Linked DNA regions of Sus scrofa: regions 2, 3 and 4 are each linked to region 1. The links are chromatin contacts, called in public Hi-C and HiChIP or PLAC-seq maps. All regions are on one chromosome and are shown on one strand. The core of a region is the stretch at or near the end of the contact, and the rest is flanking DNA. Distances in the headings are between cores, read along the strand shown.

Region 1 (3,274 bases), core at 243-2,742:
TGTGGGCCCAAGAGCAGGCGCATCCTCTGTAACAGGAAGGCCATGACAGCCAGAACGTCGAAAAGGGCCCGGAAACAGTCTCCCGAGGCCCAGAAGGGCCACCTTCACCTCCTCATCCTGCCCACCTCAGGGGACCCAATTCCAGGTCCACAGTATCCAGGGCTAGAGAGGCCCCAGCCTGCCCCTTGCAAAGACCAGGGACAGCTCCCCTGCTTCCAGGAAGCAGCAGCACCCCAGACCTACCTAGCAGGGTCAGGACCAAGTCCTGCTGCTTGTCCTGAATCGCCCAGGGGCTCACCTCAAGAGATCCCTCCTACTGACTATTGCTGATCGGTCTGTTCCTTCAGGCCTGTCCTAAATGTCTGTGCAGGCTACAAGTTAGTTCTTTCTCACCCTACAAACACAAGGCTCTCCTAAGGCTCAGATGACAGGGCTAGCCTGAGTCGCACAGATAAATCCTGAAATGGACGAGGGACCCTAAATGTCTGCCAACCTTATCTCCAGCTGTGAGGGTTCAGAGACCTAGAATTTGGAAACTGCTCTAGACGTGTGGGAATTTCAGGAGCCCCCTTCGGGATCCTCGCCCAGAAGAGCTCGCAGCAGTGCCATCAAAGAGAGGAGCAGTGCATAGGGCAGCCACTGGTCTTCTTTCACTAAGAATGACCATCGCATACCCCCCCCGGAATCCCCGAGCAGTATCTGAAACCCGCTCGGACCCGACTCGGTGGTGTGGGAGGTGGGTCAGGGCCGCCGTTGTCCGTAAAGACAGCCAAAGCCGGGATGTGCGCGCGGACAAGATCTCACAAAGGGCCGCGGGGGACCCGGAACCACCCGGCCGCCGAAGGCAGGGTGGGGCCCGGCCCGTATTTCCAGACCTCCTAGTCGCTTCCTCTGGAATTCCTCTAGAAAGCTCACGCCCTAACGCCACTCAAGCGCGGCCGCAGGCGACAGGATCCTCTAAGTGCGATCGCGCGGCGCGCACTTCCTGCAGGGCCCGCAATCTGGACAGGGCGCGGCAGGCGCGCGGGGTGGGGCGCGGGGGCCACACGGCTCAGGCGAGTGGGCGTCCGGCCGGAGCAGGCTGGCGTGCACCGGCGAGGAGGGAGCCGCTGAGCACGAGCTGCGACCACAAAAGAGGCCTGCACCTCTGTGCATCCCCAGCTCCCGCCCCCGGCCCCTACGCCCCCACCTCTCGCCTTCCAGCTCCCTCGCCGCCGCCTCCCTCCTCCGGCGTCCCCGATTCGCACGTGGGCTGCCCCGGCGCCCCGGCCGCCGCCCGCTGTCACCGCCGCCCCCGCCCAGCGCAGACCCTTCGGGTGGGCAGGCAGGAGGGCGGGGCGGGCGGGGCGGGCGGCGGGAACAAAGGCGCGGCCCCCCGCCTCCCCCTCCGCGGCTGCCCCGCCCGCTAGCCCACCGCACCAGCCGGCCCCGCCGCCCGCGCTCACCGGAGCCTCGACCGCGCCGCTCTCGCGCTCCCTCCCGCACGGAATGACGAACGTCGCCGCCCCACCCGCGCGCGCCCGGCCGGCCACTTCCGGGATCACGCGACTTCCGCTCGCGCCGGGCGGGCTCCGGAGAGCGCATGCGTGCGCGGGGGCTGCTGGGAGCGCGCCGCGGCCATCTTGAGATCCCGGCTTGTGGGCGCGTCCCGCGTGGGCAGCGAGCGGGGAGCCCTGTGGAGGCCGGTAGGGTTGGGGTTCTGCGCCCTTTGGCACCTGCGTTTCCTGGTCCGGGGCGTCCCCGCGGGTCAACCCGCAAGCTAAAGGGGCGAGGCAGTGGCTCGCGGACGGTGGGCGTGGCACGCGAGGCGCAGGCGTGTCTCTCGGGCACGCAGCCGTCACACCGCGGGGACGCGCTAGTCGGGCAGCCCCCGTCCCCGAAACCAGCGCGCCGTCCCTGCCTTTCCTTCCTTTCCAGACCCGTCAGCGTTTGGCCGCCCTGCCGGGAGCGCTCCTTCACGAAGAGAAACTCAGCATCGGGAGCGGCTCTGTGCCGCTCGTGACTCCGGAAGCCCCTGGCTCAGCCGCCACCGTCCCCCGGGGTCTCCACCCGGAGCGCCGGGGCTGGGGGCGCGCGTGATTTGTGGCCGGCGGGATGGAGCCCGCGCTGCCGAGGGCCCCCAGCGCTCGTCTCTCCGCGTGGGGTCCAAGCCCTCCGCTCCACGGCGCGGTCACGTACGCTCACCTGGATGGCGCATCGGCTTGTTAGGCGGTAGAAGCGATAGAACTGCGAAATACTGATCTTAGTATTTTTGGAAATGTCTCAACTTGCGCCAGTTTGGGGAATACTGTCAGCTTTCTGTGTAGAAAGTTGAGCTGGCCAAAGGCAGAGCATTCCAAGCTGGTTGGTTCCTGGGATGTGCTTCGCAGGCGTCCTGTTACTGGAAGCTGCAACGCCAGAGCCGGGCGTCCTGCCTCGCTGCCAAACTGCTTTCCAGTAACCCAAGTGCCTTTTACTTTATTTATTCTTTTTTTTTTTTTTTTTTGTCTTTTTTTTGTCTTTTTGCTATTTCTTTGGGCCGCTCCCGCGGCATATGGAGGTTCCCAGGCTAGGGGTTGAATTGGAGCTGTAGCCACCGGCCTATGCCAGAGCCACAGCAACGCAGGATCCCAGCCGTGTCTGCAACCTACACCACAGCTCACGGCAACGCCGGATCCTTAACCCGCTGAGCGAGGGCAGGGACCGAACTCGCAACCTCATGGTTCCTAGTCGGATTCGTTAACCACTGTGCCACGAGGGGAACTCCTATTTATTCTTTTTTTTTTTTTTTTCTCTCGCTTTTTTTAGGGCCGCAGCCGTGGCATATGGAGGTTCCCAGGCTGCGGGTCACATCAGAGCTACAGCTGCTGGCCTACACCACAGCCACAGCAACACGGGATCCAAGCCTAGTCTGCAACCTACACCACAGGTCAGGGCAACTCCGGATCCCCCTGAGTGAGACCAGGGATCGAACCCAAAACCTCATGGTTCCTAGTCGGATTTGTTTTCGCTGGGTCCCACACCGGGAACTCCCCCAAGTGCTTTTTAAAAAAATACCAGGCTCTTACATACATCGTCTGTTGCTGTGTAAAAGCAGGCCATGAAATTTAGCCACTTGAAACGACCAATTTTATTATTTTGCATAGTGTCCAAGGATCAGGGAGCCCCTCTGCAGGGTAGTTGTGGCTTTGGGTTTTGTATGAGGCTGTGGTCAAGCTGGGAACCAGGGACTTGGTCTTTGGACATCTGCAGGAATTCAAGCTCATGCCTGCGCTGTGGGCAGGAGGCTCGGGTC
Region 2 (3,158 bases), core at 418-2,917, 91 kb after region 1:
GGGAGACTCTGCTGGGCCTTTCCTGTCTCTGGAGGCTTGTCAAGCTCAGGCCGAGCAGCACCCAGAGGTCATCTCTGGGGCTGGCTTCACAGGGTCTGGTCTTCACCAGGCCCAGCCCAGCCAGGCCACTGAGGGAGCGGGTCTGTTCTGCTCCCTACCTCTCCTGCCAGCGCCCACACATATACTACACTGCGCCTGGGGCGCTCCACCCCAGCCCGGCGAGCAGCATCGGTAGGAGGGGAAGACGCATGTGGGGGGACCATGCATTTGTTTGTCCCCCCATCAACAGTCATTCCTCCAGCAGTGTCTGCGGAGCACCGGCCCCTGCCAGGCTCTGCTCTGCATGCCCGCCAGTGGAGGACCAGGCAGATGGGACTGCCCCTGGCGGAGACGGTAAACAAGAGAGCAGGCACGAAAAACCTGTCCCAGCACACATGAGCCTTAGAGGAAACCCCGCAGTGCCGAAGAGGCCTGGCTGGGGGCAACTTGGGGTGCGAGGGGACCGGATGCTGCAGACCTGCATGTGGGGTCCTGAGGGGCAGAAGGGTGGGCTGGAGCGCTTGACCAGGCAGTGTCAGAATTGCCCAAGTGGAGCTCCTGCTGTGGCGGAACAGGATTGGCATCTTGGGGGCCACGGGGATGCGGGTTCAATCCCTGGCCCCACACAGGGGGTTAGGTATCTAGAACTGCCGCAGTGGCAGCCTAGGTCATCCCTGTGGCTCCAATCCGACCCCTGGCCTGGGAGCCCCATACACTGAAGGGCGGCCAAAAATGGGAAAAAAAAAAAATTTGCCCCAAGGGTGTCCGTTCCCAAGCCTCACATGCTCAGCTACAGGTGGATGTGAGGTCCCTGTGAGCAGGAAGGAGGGGACGGAGCAGGTCAGGGAAGTCAGCTCCCAGCCAGCGAACTTGACATCCTGGGTCCTGTGATACTCCCCAGCCTCAGGGGAGGGGTCTGGCTGATGGCAACCAGGCAATGTGTGCTTAGGGCACTGAGGCTGCACAGGGCGCATGCCTGTTGGACTGTGTGCGGTCGGCCCTGGGGCAGTGACTACCCGGAGGCTTTCCGGTTTTCTAGCATATGCATGCGGCCCTCTGTTAGGACAGGCTTTTTGTGAGACGCAAGTGTCAGCTACACAAAGGCCTAGCAGCACCCACACCACCAGGGTGGCAGCATGCCATCCCACACCCTACGCCTCCCTTCTCCGGCCTCCCCTGACTTGAGCAGCTGGAATTGGTCGGGGTGGGGGGCAAGTTCTGCCACGCGGTTCAGCAGCTGCAAGACTGAGGGCACCGAATGCTCGTTGTAGACTTTCACCGCATCTGCTCTTGGGTCTGCAGATTCTGGCTGGCCTTTCCCCGCGGCCGCTCCCTGACCCTCACACCACCTCTCAAGGCGGCACGCATTCACTCGGCAGAGGTGCGGGGCCTGATCTCACAGCTCAGGACCAAAGGGGGCAGGGCTAGGGCAGGGAGCCCTCGCCTCGGTGCGCTCGCGGCCCACACGGTCAGCCCAGACCCGGGCCACGTGGCCCCGCGGGGGTGACCTCGCGGGACCACTGCTGGGCGGGCGCTCGGGGGCCCAGCGGAAGCGTCGGGGGGCGTGGCCAGGCAGGGGCGGGTCCGGAGGCGCGCTGGCCCCGCCCCGGCCCCGCCCCCGCCCCCGCGTGGCCGTGCGTCCCGCTGTAGCGGATAAAGTTGTTTGACGCTGGGCGGGCGGCGGCGGGTCACGTGAGCGGAAGATGGCGGCCCCGGCAGGCGGCGGGGGTTCCGCGGTGTCGGTGCTGGCCCCGAACGGGCGGCGCCACACGGTGAAGGTGACGCCGAGCACCGTGCTGCTGCAGGTGCGGCCGCGGGCAGGGGGGGCGGCGGGAGGGGGTCGGGGGCGCGGCGCCGGCCGCTGCTGCGGTTGCTTCGAGGGCCGCGGGGGCGGGGCCGGGCGGAGCCGGCGGGGCGGGGCTTGCGGTGGCCAATGGGCGGCCTCCTGGCGCGGCGGGCGCCGGGCCCCCGGCACTGAGGGGCCGGCGGGGGTCGCGGCCCCTGCCGCCCTCGGCGGAGGCGGCGGCGCCCCCAGCCCCGGTCCCCACCCCGGGGACGCTCTCCGGCGCGGTGCGCTGCCGCCGGCTGTGCTGAGTCACTGGCGGCACTTCGCCGGGCAGCCGGCCGACGTCGAGCCTACCACGTTGAAAGTGCCTGCTGAGCGCGGCTGTGTCGGCGACCGTGCGCGCACACGGTGCGGCGGGGGCCGAGCCGGTGGTGACATCTCTGGGCGTGCAGGGCGCAGAAGGGGGCTCCCTCCCGGGGGGGCGGGCAGGACCCACTCGAGCTGGTTCTCTATGAGGGGGAGTCCCTGAGTGTGTGGGAAGAGGTCTGTGGGGACGGGTTGTTGGGGACCCGGTGTGCAGGGCCCTCCGCAAGAGCTGGGGTGACAAGGCAGGTCCAGTGCGGAGGAGGACAGTGCGCAGTGAGACGTGCGTGCCTTTGAGTGGTCGGTCCCTCTCATGGCTTGTACTGGGCTGTGTCCGGCAGAGCCAAGCAGCTCTCCAAGGGGCGAATTGTGCCCTGGGTGCCTCAGTGTCACTTGCCTACCACCCCCACGCCCATCGGATGCAGTGGCTCATGCCCTCATCTCACCCCTAGGTCCTGGAGGACACGTGCCGGCGGCAGGACTTCAACCCCAACGAGTACGACCTGAAGTGAGTGCTCTGGCCACTGTGGACTCTCCCCTCTCCCCAGCTCCCCTCCCCTCCCCCAGCCCGCCCTCCCCAGCTTAAAGGGACACAAGCCTACTTTCTCACCCCTGGGAGGCCAGGAGCCCCCGGTACAGTGCTGGTGGAGCCGCACTCTCCAGAGGTCTGGGGGGATCTGGTCCTGCCTCTTCCAGCTCCGGGGCTCCAGGTGACCCGAGGCTTGCGGCTGCCTCCCCATCCGCTGCCTCCTTGCTCCTGTGTGCTGTGTCTCTCTCTCTTTCTGTCCCTCATGAAGACGTGTGTCCGTGGATTCAGGGCCTCCCGGGTCATGCAGGATGACGTCATCTCGAGGGTCTTGATCACCCTCTGCAAAGGCCTTGTTTCCATAGGTCACACTCACGAGTTTGGGGGGTCAGGGGGTGGATAGATCCTTCTAGGGGTTACCATTCTGCGCACTGCAGAGGGTTT
Region 3 (3,062 bases), core at 379-2,878, 120 kb after region 1:
GTAACTGGTGGGGAAGGGCACCATAGGAACCTTGGAGCTGGGCGGTCAAGGTCAGGGACGGAGCCCAGGCTACCAGCGGGACTTCCTGAACAGCAAGGATGGGCCAAATGCGGGGCAAGGCCCAGTCTCCTCAAGGGGGAGCTTGAGCCCCAGAGGACGGCACCACTGAGAGGAGATGGACTCGGGCCAGCAACTCAGCTCAGCTCGGAACATTTTCGTGAGGGACACACCCAAGGAGCCCAGGTAGAGCAGCCAGTGGGCAGCTGGGCCTGAGAGATGGCAGACGCTGGTGATGAGAACCGGGGAAGGTTGCTGAGGGTGGAGGCCAGACGAGAGAGGCTGTGAACGAGGGGCCAAGAGGACAGCAGCAGGGGGAGCCCAGACGGGGTGTTGTGCAGGCAAGGTGTGCTGGGACCCTCCAGGCCTCCAGCCTTGTCCACGGGAGATGGCACGGCCTCGCCCAGAGCTGCTGAGCAAAGCGGGAGAGCAGCGCGCGTGACGGGGAGCGGAGCTTGCCCCGGCCAGGGCTCAGGAGGGTGAGAGCTTGCAGCAGCCCGTACCTGCGGCAGCGTCGCAGCGGCCTCGCGCACCCTCCCAGAGTGAGCGCGCGAGCTTGGCGCCACCTGCTGGTCCCACCAAGAAAGCCCAGAAGGCCCTGCTGCCCCACTAGATCCCAGACTCCAGGGAAGAGCTGAAAGAGCCAGGCTGCCACCTGGGGAGCAGCTGCTGCACCGGCTTACCCTGACAACTAAAGGAGCCAGCACCAGCTGGGAGAGGGGGGTCCCCAAGCTTGCAAAGGGCAGCATGAGATCTGGGATTTGGTCAGCCTCTGTCTCTCTGTGTGGAGGACCACAACCCCCCACCCCGGCCCCGTGCCCCTCGCCTGGGACAGGCCTGCTCGTGGGTAATGACGGCAACCCCAGCTCTAGCCCGAGGCCTCAGGGCTAGGACTCCAGAGCTGCCCAGGATCCCAAGAAGGAGGCCCAGCCAGTGCTCCCCTCTGCAGCTATTACAGTGCAGGGAGGGCCCAGCCTCAGTGATTTCCCCTTTGACGCATTAACTCCTTCTAGGCCTGGGCAAAGTGGCCATCCAGGGTGAAGAGGGAGAACTCCCCCACTAGGGGCTGGCTGGACAAGGAAGTCCTCACCCAGGTACACAAAGGGCTGCTATCAAAAGCTCAGTGCTTCCTACCCTTAGCGCAGAGCAACAAAGCGAAACCCAGAGACCACTCACAGCCCGAAGGGTTTGGGAACCGAGCCTGCCGGCCTAGCGACCCACCCACTCGGGCCACGGAGGACTAAGTACGCGCGGGATGGGGGTCGTGGCCGATTCTGGGAATGGGCCGACCCTAGAAGGTACCGGCCGGCAGGACGGGGACTGGTTTAGGGCCCACACGTGGCTCACGCAGGGGGCCGGGCCCCGAGCTCGCTCCCAGTGCCTTCCCCGAGCCCCCTAGCCCGTCCCGCTCCGCCCCGCCTCGCAGTCCCTCGCTCACTTTCCGGAAGCCCGTGCCGCTTTCCTCCATGACCGCCGCCAAGTTGTGCGTTCTCAGAAGCCCGGCCCCCGCGCCTCCAGCCAATCGACCCGTAGCGCGCCTTCTGAAGCCTCGCCCCTGCGCCCCCCAGCCAATGGGGTCGCCGCGCGCGCCCACTCCCTCGCCCTAATTGGTCCTAAGCGAGCGCACCGCCCCCGCAAAGCGTCCTGGGAGTCGTAGTTTCCGCCAGGCCTTCCCGGCGCGCCCCGCTCTTCCTGGATACTGAGGGGCACCGCGGCCGCCAGCCCCCGCGGCAAGCGGGCGGGGTTCCTAGGCGCGAGGCCTGGGGCGGGGGCGGGAGCGGCCCCTCCGCTAGACGCCCCGCCCCCGAGAGCATCCTCCTCCCGGATCCTGGGCTTCGGCGACCCCGAGGATCACCCGCCCCCGCCCTCTCGGGGCCTCCCGCCAGTTGAAGCAACTGTTTGCTCCTCATTCCGCGGTTGCTGAGGGCGTAGGGTCTGTGTGCGCCCCCCTGCGCTGTCGGGGGCTCTCCGTAGACCCCAGGGGGAGGCTTACAGCCAGCAAGGACTGGGGCAGGGGAGCAGGAGCCAGCAGCCCACTTCCCCAGCCTCCCCGCCTCCGGGTGAGGCCTGTCTGGGAGCTTTGCCGGAAGCCCCGCCAGCCCTTCCCTCATGGAGGAGCTCCAGCGCGCCTACAGCCGGCTGTGCAAGGAGAGCGGGGCCGAGCCCCAGGAGGCCGTCCTGCAGCGGCTGCACGGGCTGCTGCGGGGCCGGCTGGACCTGGCCACACAGAGCTTGACGCTGGACACCTGCAGGGCTCTGGGCAAGCTGCTGCAGAAGGAGGCGCTGCTGACGGAACTGGTCCTGAGTGACTGCATGCTGAGCGACGAGGGTGGGCACCGACGGACCGCAGTGGCCACAGCAGCCCTTGCAGCTTCGAAGGGCGGGCAGGGGTCGGCGTCCCTGGGCTTGTTTGCCCTGCTGCTCAGCACCCCCAGGCCTTGGTGCTCGGTGGCCCGCCTGTCCTCTTCTTTGGGAGTCTCCCCTTCACTGTAGTCAAAGCAAGCAGCAGCATTCACTCGGGAAACTGGGGAGCATCTCTCTGTAGCGAAAAAACCTTAGCGCCCCCAGCCAGCTGGCTTAGGAGAGTCCGCATGGGGGGGGGTCTGCAGCCGGACTCCGCACCTGCCGCGTGTCAAACCTGACACAGGAGTGGGGCGACTGACTCATTTTTGGCATGAACCCTGGCTGGTCGGGGACCCTCGTCCCTTCCCTCCGTCTGGGGAGCTGCCCCTGATGGAGCCACCAGGAGCGGAGAGTGACTGTCCTGGTCCCTTACAGGAGCCACGATGTTGCTGCAGGGACTGTGTGTCAACACCGTGGTGCGGTTTCTGGATCTAAAGGTGGGTGGATCTGCGCTTAGGGCCCTGCCCCCCGGCCAGGGAGAGTAGCGAAGCTGCAGTTGTCCTGGGGCCCGGGGATCCCGATGGCGGCGAGAGATGGTGTCTGTACGCACTGACTCTCAGTCTCCTGCACGTGTGCCAGTGTTCTGAGGGCAGGAATGTGAG
Region 4 (3,592 bases), core at 182-2,681, 90 kb before region 1:
AGCGGTCCGGCCGACTAGAGCGTCTACCCTCCACCGCTCCCTAGCTCGTATGCTCCTTGGTTTTGGGGGCTTCGAGAGTCGTTCTCCAGTTCATATGCTCGGTCCGACGGGCTAGAGCGTCCACCCTCAGCTCGTCTGCTCCAGCCGGCTAGAGTGTCCTCTCAGCTCGTATGCTCGTTGGTTCTGGGGGCTAGAGAATCGGGCCCCGGCTCTCATGCTCGTGGTCCGGTCGGCTAGAGCGCCCCCCAACTCGTACACTCAGCCGTCCGGCCGGTTAAAAGATCGGCCTTCCGCTCGTATACTCCAGCTGGCTAGAGTGTCCTCTCAACTCGTTGGTTCTAGGGGCTAGAGAGTTTTCCCCCCAGTGCATATGCTCGACCGTACGGCCGGCTAGAGTGTCGACCCTCATCTCGTATGCTCTTTGTTTCTAGGGGCTAGATCCTTGGCCCTCAGCTCGTATGCTCCAGCAAACTAGAGCGTCCTCTCAGTTCGTATGCTTGGCGGTCCGGCCGGCTAGAGCGTACACCCTCAGCGCACATGCTCCAGCCGGCTAGAGTGTCCTCAGCTTTTATGCTCGTTGGTTTTGGGGGCTAGAGAGTCCTCCCGCAGCGCGTATGCTCGGAGGTCCGGCCGGCTAGAGCGTCGACCCTCAGCTCGTATGCTCTTTGAATCTCGGGGCTAGAGTGTCCCCTCAGCTTTTATACTCGTTGGTTTTGGGGGCTAGAGAGTCCTCCCGCAGCGCCTACGCTCGGAGGTCCGGCCGGCTAGAGCGTCGACCCTCAGCTCGTATGCTCTTTCCTTCTCGGGGCTAGAGTGTCGACCCTCAGCTCGTCTGCTCCAGCCGGCTAGAGTGTCCTCTCAGCTTTTATGCTCGTTGGTTTTGGGGGCTAGAGAGTCCTCCCGCAGCGCGTATGCTCGGAGGTCCGGCCGGCTAGAGCGTCGACCCTCAGCTCGTATGCTCTTTGCTTCTCGGGGCTAGAGTGTCGACCCTCAGCTCGTCTGCTCCAGCCGGCTAGAGTGTCCTCTCAGCTTTTATGCTCGTTGGTTTTGGGGGCTAGAGAGTCCTCTCGCAGCGCGTATGCTCGGAGGTCCGGCCGGCTAGAGCGTCGACCCTCAGCTCGTATGCTCTTTCCTTCTCGGGGCTAGAGTGTCCTCTCAGCTTTTATGCTTGTTGGTTTTGGGGGCTAGAGAATCCCCCCCAGCGCTTCGGCTCAACGGTCCCGCCGACTAGAGCGCCCCCAAAGCGTATGCTCAGCCGTCCGGCTGGTTAAAAGGTCGGCCTTCCGCTCGTATACTCCAGCCAGCTAGAGTGTCCTCTCAGCGCTAATGCTCGGCCGTCTGGTCGGCTAGAGCGTCTCCCCTCAGCGCATGTGCCCTTTGGCTCCGGGGGCTAGAGAGTCCTCCCGCAGCGCGTATGCTCGGTGGTCCGGAAGGATAGAGTTTGTGTTTCCGACGACCCAGCCGGCTAGAGCGTCTTACCCCCAGCTCGGCTGTCCAGCCGGCTAGAGCGTCCTTTCTAGCTTGAATGCCTGGTGGCTGAGGCCGCTAGGGAGTCCCTCCTGTTGGGACCCGCGTGTGACCTTCCCGCCTGCGGAGCGATGCTGCCGGCGGCTGCAAGCTCCCTGTGGGGGCCGTGTTTCGGGCTTCGGGCCGCTGCGCTCCGCGTCGCCAGGTACCGCGGGCTGCCGAGGCCCGGGCGGACGGGCAGTGTGGGTGCTCTCGGCCGGACACTGCAGGTGCAGGTGGGGGCGGCGTCTTGGGCGGCTGGCTGGCTGCCCCCCTCCTCGAGCGGCTGGTCCCTGCAGGAGTAGAGGGCGCAAGGGTCCTTCCTGCCAGCCGCCTAACCACGTGGGCCGCTGAGCGTGCCGGCGTGGCCCTGGATGACCTTGGACGGGTTTCTGCTCCTCTCTGGGCCTCAGTTTCCCCGGCAGCGCAGTGACGTGGCGGGACTCCCGTGAGTGGATCTGGCTGGCGTTCGGCCGCCAAGAACCCCACGTCCTGAAAGGCGTTGTGTGGCAAAGCGCCTTCAAGTGTTTGTCTAGTCTCCACAAATTGGTGCAGCTTATCCAAAGCGAAAGTAACGTTGTAGAGAGCGGTTTTGCAAACAGTTACGTGCGTTTTTAAGGTCTTTGAAAAAGTCCAAAGTAATTGGAAGTCCCTTTTGTTAGCTGTGTGGGTCCTGCAGTGTGAGATCCCTGGGTTCGGACGGGGAAACTAGATCTGAGCCTGAGGCACCTGCGTGCCTGGCTTGTGCAGGCTGATGGCTCTGTTTGAACGGGATTCAGGCACCAGGGACCGAGACTGTGCGGTGTGCGGTTGATGAGATGCAGCAGCCATCGAAAGGGGGAGGCTCTTGCTGGGGCCCCCCTGGATAACGCCCCCAAGGAGTATCCCCCCAAAATCCAGCAGCTGGTTCAGGACATTGCCAGCCTTACGCTCCTGGAGATCTCAGACCTCAACGAGCTCCTGAAGGTACTGGCCAGGCGCCCCACCTCGTGGCCCCTTTGCGGGGGGTGGGGGGCTCCTCGAGACTGTGCCTGCTGCGACCAGGCACATCCAGTGTGGCGCCTGCTTCTGAGAGTGCTTTTCTCTGTCCTGCAGAAAACGCTGAAGATCCAGGACGTTGGGTTCATGCCCATGGGTGCCGTGGCCCCTGGCGCTCCCCCTGCCGCCGCCGCCCCAGAGGTGAGTGCAGGCCGGGCTTGCCGTGCATAGGCTGTGGCTCTAGTGCCTGGCTCCCACCCGGTCTCGCCTTGGGTGGCCAGGTTCTCTCCTCACCCGCCCTTCATCTGGGTCCTGCATCGGCCCCACACGATGTGGGGCCTCCCCGCCGAGGATGTCGGGCTTGCCCACCGGCCCCTGAGAGCGCACGGAGGAGCAGCAGCCCCGGCAGCGGAGAAGAGAAAAGGAGGGATGGTTGCAAGGGCACGATCCCAGAGAGAGTGGGGAGGAGGGGACGCTGCCCCGCATCCTCGGCTCAAGGCTCGGTTGTGGAAACCGCGAGTCCTGAACGGAGAAACCTATCTTGCGTTTGAGGATTTTCTTTTTTAATTTTTTTTTAGGGTCACACAGTACATGAAGTTCCCAGGCCAGGGGTCGAATCTGAGCTGTAGCCACACCCCTTCGCCACAGCCACGCCAGATCCGAGCCGCGCCTGCGACCTACAGCGCAGCTCCCGGCAGCGCCAGAGCCTCAGCCCACTGAGCGGGGCCAGGGATCGGATGTGGGTTCGTAACCTGCGGAACTGCAACGGGGACTCCCACTTTCGCTTCCTTTGTTCCAAAAAACTTGTTCACGTAGAAGCGCCGTGATTCACACGTTCTCCTGGGCTCGGCCTCAGCAGCCACAGGCCACTTGCTGGTTGAGGCCGAAGGCAGGCTCCTTCGCGGGCGGGCGGCGGCGGCCATCGCCGAGACCACGGGCACCCTGCGTTGCCATGAGCTGTTTGCCCAGCAAACGCAATCAGGGGGCTTTCCTGTCTGTGTCACTTGGGTTGAAAACAGCTGTCCCCAAGGTCATGCCCAGGTCTGCACGCCGCACCTGGCTCTTGGGCTTCCTGAGCCTCACGGAGTTGGGGGTGCCCTCAAGCCCT

What was found. A called contact is a pair of places that touch in the nucleus more often than the background predicts. HiChIP or PLAC-seq counts read pairs in DNA pulled down with a chosen protein or histone mark.
Region 2: an H3K27ac HiChIP or PLAC-seq map of alveolar macrophages shows a contact between it and region 1. The contact joins the promoter of ASPSCR1 here to the promoter of ARHGDIA in region 1. A contact is called at or near these places in 1 of 5 promoter capture datasets (liver), 8 of 47 Hi-C or Micro-C datasets (blood, embryonic fibroblasts, liver and 3 more) and 2 of 2 datasets of contacts at active chromatin or transcription factors (alveolar macrophages and skeletal muscle).
Region 3: a Hi-C map of skeletal muscle shows a contact between it and region 1, with 13 times the contacts expected there. The contact joins the promoter of CENPX here to the promoter of ARHGDIA in region 1. A contact is called at or near these places in 2 of 5 promoter capture datasets (fetal liver and fetal skeletal muscle), 14 of 47 Hi-C or Micro-C datasets (embryonic fibroblasts, epiblast stem cells, fetal liver and 7 more) and 2 of 2 datasets of contacts at active chromatin or transcription factors (alveolar macrophages and skeletal muscle).
Region 4: a contact with region 1 is called in an H3K27ac HiChIP or PLAC-seq map of alveolar macrophages. The contact joins the promoter of MRPL12 here to the promoter of ARHGDIA in region 1. A contact is called at or near these places in 2 of 5 promoter capture datasets (fetal liver and liver), 9 of 47 Hi-C or Micro-C datasets (blood, embryonic fibroblasts, heart right ventricle and 2 more) and 2 of 2 datasets of contacts at active chromatin or transcription factors (alveolar macrophages and skeletal muscle).

The regions. Positions count from the first base shown.
Region 1 is chr12:1,111,613-1,114,886 of Sscrofa11.1, reverse strand. It overlaps ARHGDIA (Rho GDP dissociation inhibitor (GDI) alpha), which reads right to left and starts at 1,492. Exons shown (of 6, transcript NM_001201384.1): 1 at 1,446-1,492. It overlaps LOC110255935 (a long non-coding RNA gene), which reads left to right and starts at 1,583. Exons shown (of 2, transcript XR_002336921.1): 1 at 1,583-1,685; 2 at 1,918-3,274.
Region 2 is chr12:1,020,441-1,023,598 of Sscrofa11.1, reverse strand. It overlaps ASPSCR1 (tether containing UBX domain for GLUT4), which reads left to right and starts at 1,667. Exons shown (of 16, transcript XM_021066377.1): 1 at 1,667-1,844; 2 at 2,641-2,696. The coding sequence starts at 1,743.
Region 3 is chr12:990,184-993,245 of Sscrofa11.1, reverse strand. CENPX (centromere protein X) reads right to left here and starts at 1,628. Exons shown (of 4, transcript XM_021066397.1): 1 at 1,496-1,628. The coding sequence starts at 1,525. It overlaps LRRC45 (leucine-rich repeat-containing protein 45), which reads left to right and starts at 1,735. Exons shown (of 17, transcript XM_021066372.1): 1 at 1,735-2,386; 2 at 2,836-2,897. The coding sequence starts at 2,167.
Region 4 is chr12:1,201,656-1,205,247 of Sscrofa11.1, reverse strand. MRPL12 (39S ribosomal protein L12, mitochondrial) reads left to right here and starts at 1,431. Exons shown (of 5, transcript XM_021066454.1): 1 at 1,431-1,672; 2 at 2,286-2,472; 3 at 2,602-2,685. The coding sequence starts at 1,599.